2 separate regions of the Pan troglodytes genome follow, and region 2 is linked to region 1. A link is a contact called in public capture Hi-C data. All regions are on one chromosome and are shown on one strand. The core of a region is the stretch at or near the end of the contact, and the rest is flanking DNA. Distances in the headings are between cores, read along the strand shown.

Evidence for each region. Capture Hi-C pulls out chosen DNA fragments and counts their contacts.
Region 2: a contact with region 1 is called in a capture Hi-C map of stem cell-derived neural stem cells, with 2.1 times the contacts expected there. The contact joins two enhancer-like sites. A contact is called at or near these places in 1 of 7 Hi-C or Micro-C datasets (stem cell-derived neural progenitor cells) and 1 of 1 other capture datasets (stem cell-derived neural stem cells).

Annotation. Positions count from the first base shown.
Region 1 is chr11:111,990,671-111,998,254 of NHGRI_mPanTro3-v2.0_pri, forward strand. It overlaps GLIS3 (GLIS family zinc finger 3), which reads left to right. Exons shown (of 12, transcript XM_063788746.1): 6 at 4,862-5,023. Among named protein-coding and RNA genes, the nearest start is that of RFX3, 450 kb to the right of the region's middle. Within about 2 kb of position 5,036, at least 1 of the 24 cell types and tissues checked has an H3K27ac peak or open chromatin away from gene starts, as enhancers often do. A contact at or near this core is called in stem cell-derived neural stem cells, where this site is marked.
Region 2 is chr11:112,072,279-112,079,862 of NHGRI_mPanTro3-v2.0_pri, forward strand. GLIS3 (GLIS family zinc finger 3) reads left to right here. Exons shown (of 12, transcript XM_063788746.1): 10 at 4,144-4,319. Among named protein-coding and RNA genes, the nearest start is that of RFX3, 370 kb to the right of the region's middle. Within about 2 kb of position 4,658, at least 3 of the 24 cell types and tissues checked have an H3K27ac peak or open chromatin away from gene starts, as enhancers often do. A contact at or near this core is called in stem cell-derived neural stem cells, where this site is marked.

The DNA.
Region 1 (7,584 bases), core at 3,786-6,285:
GCAATGGTATGGAAACCTGATCAGGAAAGGTTTGCTGTTATTACTGCTTTGAATATGAACTTATGCTTCTCAGCACTCTAAGTAACTAATTAGGGGAGGGAGTAATATTCTACTTAATTATTGGTTACACATATAGAATAAATCCTATTTTAATGGTGTCTAATGAGCCTTTCATTTTTAGAACCTTACACAAAGCCTCTAATAGAAAGGGAAAGTAATATTTCAAAGGTCATCTTAATGCCACTTAATGTCAACAATCGTAATCAAGCCAATATATGTAGATGGTGATTACAGTCCAGTTATGATTATTTAAATATAAAATAATCTAAATTAGCAAAGTGGAACAAGCTAAGATTCTTTAGGTTTGCAATAACTTAAAGTTTCTAATTAAAGTTTGTTACTTGAAAACAACCTCAGAGTTAAAGAACTCTTTCTCAAAGTGAGGCTTCATGCAGTGCAGTATTTTCAAGACCCATGAGTGTAAGTTCTGTCACTGACAGTTTCATGCCCTCTTCCCATATGTGTCCGCAAAGCCACTGAAATGTGCAAACAGAAAATGATGGCTCCCCTTCTGTGCTTTTTCTCAACAGGGGAATGTAATGGGCAGTAGAAGTATGGGATGTTTTATGGGTCAGGAGGCCACCGAGGGAACTTGTGGGCACACCTGTTTCAGAACCCGACATCTGCCTGGTGGCAGATTAAAAAGTTGGGAATTTAAAGAGTCTCCAGTAAGAGATGGAGAGTCTGAGATTTTGTCCTTTTTGCCCTGCTCTGGAATGGAGATGCCTTTTCCATCCTAGGACGGTTGCTAGTCCATGTGACCCTTGTCTGAATTAGAAATGGGTAGATTCTGCAAAATGCTTTACTTTTGTCACAAGATTTTCATCAATAAATGGACAGTGATCACAGTATGAATGGCATTCCCTAACTCACCTGCTCACACTGTAGTAGCGTTCATCAGAATATCAGAATCTTATGGGGGGCTTGTTAGCAGTCAGATGGCTGGGCCTCACTCCCAGCGTTCTGATTCTGGGGTCAGAGAATGTGTATATCTGACAAGTTCCCAGGCGATGCCAGTGTTGCTCGTCTAGGGACCCCATCTTTGCGAACCACTCCTCAGGGGTGCGTCAGTATGTAACCTGCCCAGCCGTACACGTTGAACTTGCTTTCATGCACATAGAGCTTACTCAGTATTTTTTTGGGAAAAAATAATGCTATTTAGATAAAATTACTAACATAGGGGAAATTTTCTAGCAAGGAGCTTGGTATGGAATAAATGCTTAATGCACACCAGGCCCCTTTTCCTCCATTGCTGCTCCCCACACTGTCACCCTGCATTTGTCTCCCTTGTGTTCTATTCAGCCACCTTCTGTTTCCTCCTTGGATTCTGAGAGTTTGTTTGTTGGTTCATGTTTCTCTTGTTTTCCTGTATGTAGTCTGTTTTTGAACCTCGGGCAAACTCTGGCCTCATCATTGAGTCATGTGTCACTGAGTCCTGGGCTCATGTTTCCTACAGCTAGCCCAGGAAGCAGAAGACCTGAAAATAGGATATTGTTCCATTTGGGTAGGAGTTGTCCAGTGGCAGCGACACAAGCATCAGTTGACGGTTTTGACCTTAGATCTCAGGATGGACTTGAACTTCAGGAACCTCGATGAGAAAGCATCTGGCCAAACCCAAGGAAACACTCTTAATGTTCCTTGCTTCCCTAAGCTTAGATGTCAGTTTACAAGGTGAGACATGCTCGCTCATTAAAGAATTGGAAAACGTGAAAAAAATAAGAAGGATAAAAGGCATCCATTTGCCCCAAAAGTCAAAGAATCCAATTTTGGTATATTTTGTAACAATCTTTTATAAGCCTACCTAAATGTTGTTTTATTTTTAATGCATTTGCATTTAATTGAACTTATAAATCTAGCGGTAAAACTGCCTGAGGGAGGGGAAATTCTTGTGATGAATTACAGGATTATTCCCATAATAAATGATAATGATTCATGATAAAATTATTTGCTTTCAAGTTTCATCCAGACGCCATTAGAGAAATGAACAGCACCTCCTTTCTCTTTCGGCAGAATTGTCAATGTGACAAGTTCATTCAGGTGTAGTGCCCTGCACACTCCTGTGATGAGTTGGATATTTGGCACCTCACCAAGGCATTTATCAATCCTTTAGTGCCTGATTTTACTGGTCTTGGGTTCCATGGTTCCTGCAAGTGAATTCTTCAACAAGAGTGAGTTGGGGGTGTATGTTATGAGCCCCTGACTACATGAAACTGCCTTTCTTCTTCTGCCTTTATTCATACAACATAATGAGGTCAAACCCTTCATTCATAATCTTTTCCCCGAGAATACTGTAATGCTGTTCTATTGTCTTCTGCCCTTTCTTGTTACAGAGGAAACATCTGATATCAGCTGGATTTTGATTATTTTACAGATAATCTTTTTGTTGTCATTTTCAGTCTAGGTGCCTATATTTTCCTCTATCCTTGCTATTTGAAAATGGTCAGGATGTTCTGAGATATTGTTCATTTTGCACTGATTTGCTTGGAATGCAATAAGCCCTTTGGTCTTTGATTGTTGCTTCTGTTAAGAGTAATAATAGCAATTAGTTGGGTTTTAACTGAATATTCAAGTGGACATTTAACTGGAAAGACTTGGAAATGGTATTCTTACATATAGTTTATGTCTTATCAAGTGAACAGTTTGAATTAATCAGAGACATGTCTTGGATCCTTCTAATCCCTCTATGGTAGAACTAGGGATGTTGTTTTATCCTGTACTCACAGAAACCTCATTAATCTTATTCTAAAGTAGTTCTCCGCTCTCATCCGGGTGCTGAAACAATGCAGCTTTCTCTCAGATCAAGATCTGAGGTGACTGTGGAACAGAGTGGATATGGGGCCTACTCAGGTTTGGGTATGTGCCCCTGGAGCTGGCCCCAAAATGGAATCCACCCTACAAAAGAGCCTTGCTAAGAACCAGGCTACAGACTTGGCGTGTCTAAAACCACAAGCTCACTTCAGACCTAAGTGTGGTCCACCAGGTGATTCCAAGTCAAATAAACTGAGCTCCAAGAGTTTTCTCTGAGTCGTCATTCAAAGAGAACCCTAAAAACAGAGGTTTGGTCAGCAGAGGCCTCTTAGCTATGAGTTGGGGTTTAATGTTGAGCCCCTTTATTCTTAAATTTGAGAGTCACTTGAAAAGCTGCAGAAATGAGCCCCTTAACTCCTCTCTCCCTCTAGTGACGTTTCCTTTCACTCTGCTGAAAAAGTAGTTGGCTTTGTCAGCATTCATCTTCTGCTCAGGCTAAATTTATTTTTATGTGAAATAGAAATCAGGAAAACACCAAAATTATTTTAAGCAAAATATCAAAATTGAAATAAACCAACATATGTCTGTGAAACATGTATAACTCTCAATCAAAAATAAGTGCAACTTTCATAAATTTCTTAAAATACTCCAGCATGCAAAATCTGGACAACTTAAATAGATGGAGTTATGACATGTTTAATTATTTTTTTTTACTTAGTTCGTCCCTTATTTAAAGATGAAAATTCCAATAACCAAAACCTGGCCAGCTCTAGATCATTCTGTTGTGAACAATGTCCTCTACCATCTATTATAGTAAGTAAGAGAACCAAAGAGTTTTATACAATTTCTTGCAGCAAGGTTAAGTTATACCTGCTAATTTTGAATGGGAACCATCTGGAACGTACCTTCCTTCCTTACCCACCCTCACCCCCCTGCATTCCTCTATAAGAAGTGAGGCTTCTTAATTGCTTTAAATGTATTATGCTTTTTTCCAGTAGGTGTTCCGTATTTCTCAGTTTCCCTTCCCCTGAGAACTCAAATGGGATTAAAACTGTCTAAGTAACATAACTATTCTGGGGGTTAGCACCAAAGAGAGAGTTAAAAGATAAATCCCCATCTCACCTTTATGCTTCATTTCTAGGCTTTCTCTAGCACATTTTCTTTATTAGATTGTTACTTCAAGGATTGGAATCACTTTGACCCTATTAATAGTAGCTGATATTTTGCCCTCAGAAGACATTGAGTAAATGTTACTGTCAATAAATATTATTGACAAACCAGTGACACATTTATTGAAATCTTAAGCCTTTTATCTTCTTTTCCTCATGAATTAGATAATGAAATGTCTAAAAAGTAAAAAAAGATTAAAGTATTACAGTACTTTTTTGGAAAATGATTTCACACTAAATGAATTGTCTTTTAGCTTCCTTTATAAGAGCCTGTTAAAAACTTTATCTCATTAGCCTTGCCATTACCATATACATTAACATGGTCACTCTTTTGAGGGTTGGAAAAATCTTACAAATATAGTTAAGGAAATTTATGATCATATTGATCTAGTGGACACATGTCTTTTTCATCCTGGACTCTCAAATCTTCAATTCTCCTTTTTCTCATATATCACTCTGACTTTTTTTTTCTTATTAGTTTATTCGTTGTCAGAAAGTTTCTTCCTTTCCAGTTCCTTCAATTTAGACCAATTTGGAAATGGAAAAGTGTGTTAATTTTTAATAAATCTTTAAGACACACATTACTGTATTTTTATTAACAGAGCCAGATGGCTCACGGTGAATTTTCTCTGACATAAGTAAATCACAGAAATCAGTTTGGGACCCAAATCTAATACAGAAAGTAGCATGTATATTCAGCGGAAAAATGCAGTTCACATAAACATTCGGATATTTTTAGGAGCAATATTTATTACTGTTTGGATTTGATTTTATTTTATCGTTTTCGGCAAAGTACCAACTAAGAAACATTTTTCTTTTGCTGTCCCCCAGACTCAAACATTCAAGGTCCTTCTCAACAACCAAAAATTGTTTTCTTTTTGCAGTTTGAAGGTTGCGAGAAGGCCTTTTCAAGGCTTGAAAATCTCAAGATCCACTTGCGGAGCCACACAGGCGAGAAGCCGTATTTGTGCCAGCATCCGGGTTGTCAGAAGGCCTTCAGTAACTCCAGTGACCGCGCCAAACACCAGCGGACGCATCTGGACACGGTAAGAATGGCAGGAGCTTTCCAGTTTCCAACCCAGCGCCTGGTGTGAGGAAGTGCCTGCTTGATAGTGGGCTGGTGAAGTGTTTGCTTTATGGTCTGCAGGTTACAGGGACAATGCCAAGGGCAGCAGTGGAGCCTGGTAAAAGGCCAGATGGGGCCCTATTTGGCTGTTTCATTTTTCTGTAGCAGCGGGTTATTCTAAATATTACAACCTCCTGGGACAGAAGGGTTACTTGGTCACCGCTGTGTACAAAGCAAAAGCAGTTTAGGGGCTGTCATGTAGTAGATTTTAGTACAGAGAGTGATCAGGAGAGACTGGCATTAAAAACAGTATTCAGATATCAAGTCGGTAATGTGTGCTATTGCTAGGAATATGAAGCAGTTTTTGTTTGTTTTTCTTCGTTTTTTTTTCTACCCTGGTTCTTTCCCTCTTGACATAGAACTTTGCAGCTAGAATGATTTTCAAGAGTGAATTTGGCCCTTTGCTTTAGAAACCACCTGGTATTTTCACCTTCAGCTGATCTAAGAAGAAACAGCAAATCTTTCCCAAGAGTTCACTTTCCTCATGCTTCCTATCTGTTAACAGCCACATATTCTTTGACATCAACCCTATGAGAACAATTGATTTTCATTATTACACCCTTAAGTCCCTTAATGCTGCAACATTTTGCTCATTCCCAAATGTGTTTTCTATGATTCTTGTCTTTTATTTTCTCAATTATGTTGATAGCCCTCCTTTGCATTTCCCAGGTTTTGATGCCATTTTCCTTACACTAGGCCAGGTAGACTCTATGTAATTTCACTGCGCTTAACAAAGCCATCAGGATAAGTGTATTATACACATCACAGATCTCTTATCCCACATTCTTGCAAATAATGTATTCATGACAGTACTTTTTTGGTGTTAACATTCTGATGTCTATTATTAAACTACACCAGAGTTTGAATTTTGAAAAGATACTGTTATTTCTACACACCTTCTCATACATATTTAAGATTCTTCTGATGTTATAGTTGACATATTTATTAAATTTTATATTAGTCTCTATTAGTCATATTCATAGAAGTCATTTTAGCTATATGTCACATAACCTTTCTAAACAGAATTATCCCCTAATATGCATAAATGTGATGGTTTGCCTAGTAAATATCTCAAATATAATTAGAGCAACATGGGTGTAGGATGGACCCAGTTTCTACTCTACCTGAATTCAGTGATTTTAGGACCAATAAAATGGAACACTAAATGAATACATGTGGTGAATAGTGGGATTTTTCTAAGTAGAAAAAGAAAAAAAAAGAATAAATTGTGTTAAAATGCCCTATTTTGCTGTGCCTAAAATGGTCTTGGTGGGATCCAATAAATTTTCCAAGTCGTCATTAACCTTTATCATGGAAGAATGAACATTTATGAGACAAGATTGTCTTGAGAAATTGCTTCTACTCCAGCTAGTTATCTGTAGTTTGCAAGAACTATTGTGAGGCTAAGTGTTATGGTTTCGCACTGCCCTCCTTTGCTTGGAGCTAATTTTAGCTAATCAAGCTAAGAGCATTTTCAGAAATCATTTTGGAATAAAAATATATATCTTTTTAAAAAACTTTTGAGGAAGGCTACCTAATATAGTGGTTTCCTGATTTTTGTTAATGCAATAGCTTTTAAAACTCAGCTATTTTTTTTGGAAAAATTATTTCTATATTGAATATTTTTAAAGCATCATTTTTTCCTTTAAGCTCCAAACTAGCTCCTGTTTAAATTTTTTACTACATTTAACAAATTAGTAAGCTCTTTTAAAATCATATAGAAATCACACACTTGATTTTAAAAACAAACTATACTTGATTGAAGAATTTATTATTTAAATTTAGGTCCGTGTTCCCTTTCATTAATCACTCCTTATAATACTGTCAGAATTTTGGATAAAGTATCTTTCTTCAACTAAGTGGATTCCTTATTTGTAGAAAAATGGTTTTCCCATAAAGATTACTGAGTTCCTAATTCTAACCCTTAAAAGTTGTATTAATTAATCTCTCTATTAGCATCTTAATATCTACACAGTAATTGTACAGTACAGGTGGAAAATAACAAAATATATAGTTGGATGAAGTGTAGCATGCTAGTTAAAGCTTAGGTAACCTGAGATAAAATGACAGTTGCAGCAGTACTACTTAGATCAGTCCCTGACATTACTTTTTTGGCATACCAATCCTTCCGTAGTGGCTGACAACAAGAGAAGAAAGTGAAGGTCAGCTGAGAGGAACAGTGGGTGTGTAGTCAAACTTTCTCCAAGAACATCTCAAAATCAAACAGAAGCCTGGGCACGGTGGCTCACGCTTATAATCCCAGCACTTTGGGAAGCCAAGGTGGGTGGATCACCTGAGATCAGGAGTTCGAGACCAGCCTGGCCAACATGGCGAAACGCCATCTCTACTAAAAATACAAAATCAGCTGGGCGTGGTGGCACATGCCTGTAATTCCAGCTACCCGGGAGGCTGAGGCAGGAGACTCGCTTAAACTCGGGAGGCGGAGGTTGCAGTGAGCCGAGATTGTGCCATTGCACTCCA
Region 2 (7,584 bases), core at 3,408-5,907, 81 kb after region 1:
AAGATAGGTGGAGATACATATTTGCTGAAATGTTTTAAATGTTTCCTCATCCCCCAGAGGTTTTTGTTTTTGTTTTTTTTTTTGACGGAGTCTTGCTCTGTCACCCAGGCTGGAGTGCAGTGTCACTATCTCAGCTCATTGCAAGCTCCGCCTCCCGGATTCACGCCATTCTCCTGCCTCAGCCTCTTGAGTAGCTGGGACTACAGGCACCCACCACTACACCCGGCTAATATTTTGTATCTTTAGTAGAGACAGACTTTCACCGTGTTAGCCAGGATGGTCTCAATCTCCTGACGTCGTGATCCACCCGCCTCGGCCTCCCAAAGTGCTGGGATTACAGGCGTGAGCCACCATGCTTGGCCCCCCAGAGGATTTTTTATGAGGTTTTAAAATCTGTTCCCCTTCCCTTTCTTTTTTTCTTTTGCATGCCATTGCTCATGGTAGGGTTATACAAACTCCTCTACCAAATGAGTGGAAGTGTTTGACTCAGTTATCTGGTTAGCTTTTGTGCGATCTGTTTCTGGTAAGCAGTAATTTTTTTTCTAGTCTGTTATGTGCCTATTTACAGAGCAATCATCTATTGTTTCAAAGAAGTATAAAAGGCTAAAGAAGAGACTAATAAGCCATGTCCAGTGAAATCTCTGAAGTGTCAACTGCAGATCAGCAGCTAGAGAACAGGGTTGGACCTAGAAAAGATGTCAGAAGGTGTCTCTTCTGGCTCTTGGACACGCTGTAACTGAAGATGAATGAGAGTGATGTCATCTTGATCTGACATAATTGGGGAATAAGATACTCCATAAGAGGGAAAATGGCAAATAACTACAATTTATCCTCGGCATTACAATGTTTTGTTTATTTTAGCATCAAAAAAATTTAATTTACCTTCATTTGATTTAAAATAAAGTCTCAGTTAACTTTTGGGGACAGAATATTCAGAACATATTCATTTTGATATGTGTGTGTGTGTGTGTGTTTCGAAGAAACAGGGTTGGAAAGTAGGTGCAGACACTTAGAAAATGGGCTTCTGAGTTCCCCACCCTGCCTCCAACAATAGTGAAAACAGTTTATTTTTGCTTAGTGAGCATCTAAGTATGTGTGTTTTCTGTTTGTTTGTTTGCTTTTGCACCAAATAACCTCAGACTACTTGTTAGCTTGTTGAATCACTCTCCCGGCATCTCTCTTGCTGAGAGAAGAGTTGTCCATTACTGTGTTTTGACATTCCCAGGGACCTTACCTCAAACAGGAAGACTCTCTCTTCATCTTCTCCATGCCTCTCCTGTCCTCTCACCCCTGATTTTAGCTTACTATTTCTACTCTACTATGAGCTGGTTAACAAGTAACTAACTTTATAAATATTAAATTTCAATTAATACATTTTGAAAGATTTTAAGTATGGTACTATGTGGTGTTTTTACACAGTAACAAAATGGATTCTATCTGCTGTACTTGAAAATCAATCCTATATATACACTTACTTCTTATGCTGGACTTTTTAGTGGTGGCTTCGTATCTACTTCCTTGTTCCTAGCAATTGTCTGGATAATTGTGATGACTTCTTGTCATATTTTATTTCTCTGCATGTATAAAAGTTAACATTTTTGTACTATTTCTTTCCTTTTCAAATCAAAGCCTACTTTAAATGTGTATTTCACTTAGAATAGTTTATATTTAAATTTCTATTAATACTTTATATGGGGTGTCATACTATGTTTTGAAATTATATTAACTTTATATTGTATAAATTCATTTATTTGACTAACATAGAGGAAAATTCAGCCTGAATTAGGAAAAAGCAAAATCTTGAGTCAGTTGAAGCCATGATATTTTATTCCTTCATGTCTTTGAGACAGACAGCAGTGCTAAAACCATGGTTTGTACCTATCATATTTTTTTCTTTATTCAATGATATTATTATACTGGGTAATATTTGGTAGTCAAGAGAGCATGGCCCTGGTTTGGAACTTCCATGAATGAGTACATAAGAATGATTTTAATCAGCATATAATTATAGAGAATCATATATATGTAGGATCTAGATATAGATCTACTTGCTGACTTGCCCATTCACACATCTCTGTGTCCCATCAGTCCTCAACAGAAAGAGGATAGCAGATATTCCAGAAGAAGGGACTGGAAAACCATCTAGAGCAAGTTGCATCTTTGATTTACAACCTAGGAAACAGAATTAGGGAGCCGATCAAAGGATCTTGCTCCTTTGCCCCAGAAAACAAAATTGGGACACCAGCAATGACTGTTAAATAGCACCATAGGTTGCCTTGCAATTCAGATCCTTCCTGCCTCCATCTCTGGGGATCTTTAAGGACCAGGGGATTTGGGATTAGGTGTTAACCTGGATTCCTTCTGCCCCTAAAGTCTATGATCTCCCAATTGCTCATCGCTCTCCCACAACCTCAGAGCAACTTGTAAGACACGTTAAAAACATGTTCCCCTAGAAAATAGCCTTCATAGGAGGAATCCTGGCAAATGAGTTTTACTAGATGTTCTCAGGGCAGTGCCAGGATTTGTTTGCTGTGTTTTCTCTCAAGCTATTCAGCACATCTTTTCAGGGTAATACCAGTTAAGATGATATGCTCAGAAAATGTGTATTTACTCAGCACGGTACAGTCACTTACTATTCTCTTTCAGCAGAATGAAGATGTAAATGATCAATTAAACAGGCATCCCAACCCAGCTGGTTTGTCTAAGCTCCTCGCCTTGACTTCTTTTCCCTAGAGGTTAGCGAGTCCTACTCCTACTTTCTTGGTTCTTACATTCACTTTCTTCTATAGTCTCATCACACCTCACATGGGAAAAGCAAAAAGAACATGAGATTTTTGTCCCATGCTTTCTTACTGCTACAGTACAAACATAGAAACTCTGCCTTATTAAATATTCTGGTTCAGAATGTTTCCAATCACTTTATAAGCTTGACTAGTTCATCTTCCCTTTTTATCATCTATGGCCCTCCACAAAAGCCCAGCAAAGTTAAAGCGATTTGTTCCTGTGAAATAAGCAATGTAAGCAGATGGTGACCTATACGTGTTACTGCAAAACAAAGCCTGTCTTTCTACACAGTGTAAGGAACAGCTGATTAAAAGTTTTCAGCTTACTGGGACTTTTTGAGGAAACTAAACAATTCATTTGCTGCTTCATTTTACTGCATTGACAGACTTCCTGCTCCTTTCTCCCCTATATTCTGTCAGTCCCCTACTGAACTGGCACCTGGAGGATCATTTTGATATTTGATAGACATTGCCAAACTGTAACATTGTTCTAACAATTACATCTTGCCTTCGATGTTAGAAAGCATAAACTGTCATTTTAAACATAGTGAGTCAGGTCTTTCCAATTTTCCTTCACAACTGGAAGATCAATGTACAATCATCCATTTCATATCCCAGGTTTCTTGACAACATCTCCTTATTTAAACACCAACATGTCCCCCACCCCAGAAACCATCAATAGTCTTACTGTGATTGGCGCCTGTGACTCCTACCTCATCTTCCTATCATACCCTCAGGAACACTCTTTGCCAAGCACGGAGCCCACGCAGATCTCGTGGGTTGTGGGTTTCAAGCCATACTTGACCTTTGAGGTTTAAGTTAATTCATTCTTGGCGAAAGCAAATGCATTGTTTAAAGAGAATAGGATTAGAGAGGCTCATAATAAAGACTTGTAACAACACTTCTTGGACCTCAGATATATCTTACAGAACAAAATGTTTATGAGCTAAGTGTAAATGATTCAGAAACATACGGATCAAATTTCCCCTTAAATGCAAATAGATTTTTAAAAAATTAGCAGAAAAAGGGCTTGGCAAAAGATGTACTTTGAATTTCACCAAACATAGTGTATTTGAAATGCAGCTTAGAAATCTTGAGAAACCCAAACTGTGAGTAGGTTTTCCCTTTATTGTACTTGTTTATTCCCTCTGTATCTCAGTTGAGAACTCAGTGGTTAAACGGGGAACGGCAGTGGGGAGGGAGAGAGGGTAGAGAAAAATCCTGAAGGATTTTTTTTTAAAGGCTTGTTGTCACGCTCTTGTATAGCCAGAATGGGAGGTGAGAATTTGGCTTTGGAGAGTTTGCCTTTGTTCCTGCTGTTTTATGTCCCTCATGTTTCCTTTTATAATTGTTTTCTCAGGTTTGCACCTTCTGCTCCATCTCCTCACCACATCAGCCCCCGGAGAGTTCCAGCTCCTTCTTCAATACTGCAAAGAACACAGCCTCCCTATACCCAGCAGCCATCAGGTTCACACCTGAAGTCCTATCAGCCAGAAACAAACTCTTCTTTTCAACCAAATGGTATCCATGTCCATGGTAAGCAAGAAGCTGGCAGTCCCTTGAGTTTTGAAAAGTGACATTGTGCTGTTGCTTTTCATCTTAGTTACCTGTCGTGGATTTCAGATGCTCTGTTCTACACCAGGCTTAGGCTTTCATGACTTGCCTCTAAAATTTCACACTTGATAGGCATGAAATCCTATGGTATTTTCCTGACTTTGGCCTGATGATGGTATGATTTATGACACCTCGCACTGGTCAGCTCAAGTTGCTGGTTTTTTCATTGGCCAGGGCTCTAACACCAGCAATAGCATCCTGTTTCTAAACAACAGACAGCCCATGGAGAAAGAAATGACAGGAGTTCTTGTGCCCAAGCATGCCTCTGCTCTGCTAGGTTTTTGCTCTCATTCTCATAGGTCCACATGCTCTCCATCCTTCAAGGCGCAGGTGGAATGACGCCTCCTCTCTGAAGCCTTTCCTGATCCCCCAGCCGATGTCATCTCTCCAGGCTCTAAACTCTGATTTTATATCACCTGTCTTTCTCTGGTAGTATTTATGCTTCCTCTACCTTGTGTTTTACTTATCTATCTGTGAATAAAACATACTTTCACTATTAATGTGCAGACTTCTTTGTGAGCATTTTCTGACCCATCAGAAAATTATATCTTTTAGGGAACTTAACACAGCTCTTCACAAGTGGCAAAGAGACAGATACTTGTTAGGTGAATGGAGGATGAAAAGGAGAAAAGGAAAGCAAGAGAAATCGTAATGATTTTCTAAATGTGCAGATCTTGTGTTTAATGGGGAATATGCATAGAGAACTAAGTCTTAGTTTCTTTTCTTTATTTAAACTCATTTTGCCATTTCAGGCACGTATCTTAGTGAGCATCCATAGAAAGTTGAATTGCCAAGTCATATAGATTTGAACTGTCACAGGCTTTTACTTCCTAGGGCAATCAGATCTGTATAAGCAGAAGAGATACTGTCCTTTTAGGCTGAATGTTTCAACTTCTGAAAAATACTGCTGTCCTCTACCTGCCTCTTGCTGATGCCTGAATTTTCTCCGTATGAGTTATTACTTGAAATTAATGGGTGATGTTCCCAAACAAACAAATCTAAATCAATATGCAAATTGAGTGTGAATAATTTTCTAAGATGGCAGAATCAACCAGTACTATGGAGCTAGGCTTGGATAAGAACATCATAGTAGGCTGGGCGCGGTGGCTCACGCCTGTAATCCCAGCACTTTGGGAGGCCGAGGCGGGTGGATCATGAGGTTAGGAGGTCGAGACCATCCTGGCTAACATGGTAAAACCCCATCTCTACTAAAAATACAAAAAAAAAATTAGCCAGGCGTGATGGCGGGCGCTTGTAGCCCCAGCTACTTGGGAGGCTGAGGCAGGAGAATAGCATGAACCCGGGAGGCGGAGCTGGCAGTGAGCTGAGATCGCGTCACTGTACTCCAGCCAGGGTGACAGAGCGAGACTCCGTCTCAAAAAAAAAAAAAAAAAGAACATCAACGTAAAGGCCTGAACAGCAAAGACGAGGTGATATTAAAACAGCAGCCAGCTGTAGGAAGGCAGAGACCTTGAAAAACCAGAGCTATTGGTTCTGGCTCAAAGTTCCGTCCATCTCATCTCCCCACTTCCCCAGTGTAGCCACACAAACCCTCATCAGAAGTTGCACTTGTACCATTCTGCAGGCGCATGGTCATTTTTACCTTCTGCTGGCTATACATTGTTTCTCAAGCTTTAGTTATGTATTTATTCAACCAAGAAATACTTCTTGAGTACCTACTGTGCACAAGACAAGGCATCAAGGCATGCAAAAGACAGTCAAATTGAGCCCTCTTCCCTCTGAGGAGGGCCTGCCAGTCCAGTCGAGGAGTTTATCTACTCTGAAAGAGACCCAGGTCGCCTGTGCCATGAAGCCATCCTCACCACTCCAGGCAGTAGATGCACAGCCTGAGTGTGGGCTATGTGAAATGTAGAGTAGGCCACTGATTCTAAGACACAAATTCTTCACCTTCACATTTTAACATCGCTGAAATCTGGACATAGCTCACAGTGGCATCATATAATTGGCAGTGATTTTTCTTTCTGGTGCTATCTAGAGTAATGGAGCATTTCACAGTTGATGGTGTCAAAGTTCCAAGAAAATGCAGTATAACACATTTTGATTACAACTGTGAAACACATTTTTAAAAATTTAAAAATTGACCTATGTGTAGAAGAAAAATTGGAAGGAAGTTCTCCAAAATATTGACGGTTTTATATCAGGATGGTAGGATAATGGGTGACTTCTTCTTTTTTCTCTAAAGAAATCTTTAAAAAGGGTTTTTGAAATTAGACCAATTTGAATGCAAACACTAGTCTACCCTGAACTGTGTGACTCGGGGCAAATCATGGAGTCTTAGTTCACATTCGTTAAGTGGGGGGCATTTCATCTATCTTCTCTCTTCAGTTGTTAGGAAGATTTGACAAGAAAAGCACCTGGCACAGAGTAGGAGCTTAATTAATTTAATGCTTTTCCTTCTATTCCCTTCTTTGTTAAAAAATTAGACTCTTTGAGAATAGGGATAATGTTTGTAACCTTAGGGCAGGCATAATACTTGGTGCAAAGTAGGCATTTAATAAATATTTACTGACTAAGTGATTGACACTCCCTCATTCAACAAATGAATAATGAACAAGAGGATACAGAAAATGGGATCTACCCTATTATTTTCCCCTACCTCTTGGCAAAATACTCTTCTTCCACATTTCTTTTTTTTTAGTTAAATAATGAATGTATTGTCAACTTGAAATTGTTGGGATTTTTTTAACTCTCACATTAAAAACAATTTACTTTTTAGAGACGGGTCTCGCTCTGTCCTCAAGGCTAGAGTGCAGTGGCACAGTCATAGCTCACTGCAGCCTCGAATTCCTGGGTTCAGACAGTCTTATTTTAGCCTCCCAAGCAGCTGAGACTGCAGGCACACACCACCACACCTGGCTAATTTCATTTATTGTTTTTGTAGAAATGGGGTCTCACTATGTTGCCCAGGCTGGTCTTGAACTCTTGGGCTCAAGTGATCCTCCTGCCTCAGCCTTTCAAAGTGTTGGGATTACAGATGTGAGTCACCTGTGCTGGGCCCTAACTTTCACATTCTAATTGTTAAAAAATTCCCCATGGCCAATGAGAAACTGCTAATATCAGCCCTAAAAATAAGTTTAAAATATAGTTAGGCAAATTGAGAAATTATGACTTTCTCCAGGAAGATGGGCAAGTGACTGTTGCAATGAGGTTGCAAAGGGCGTGCCCC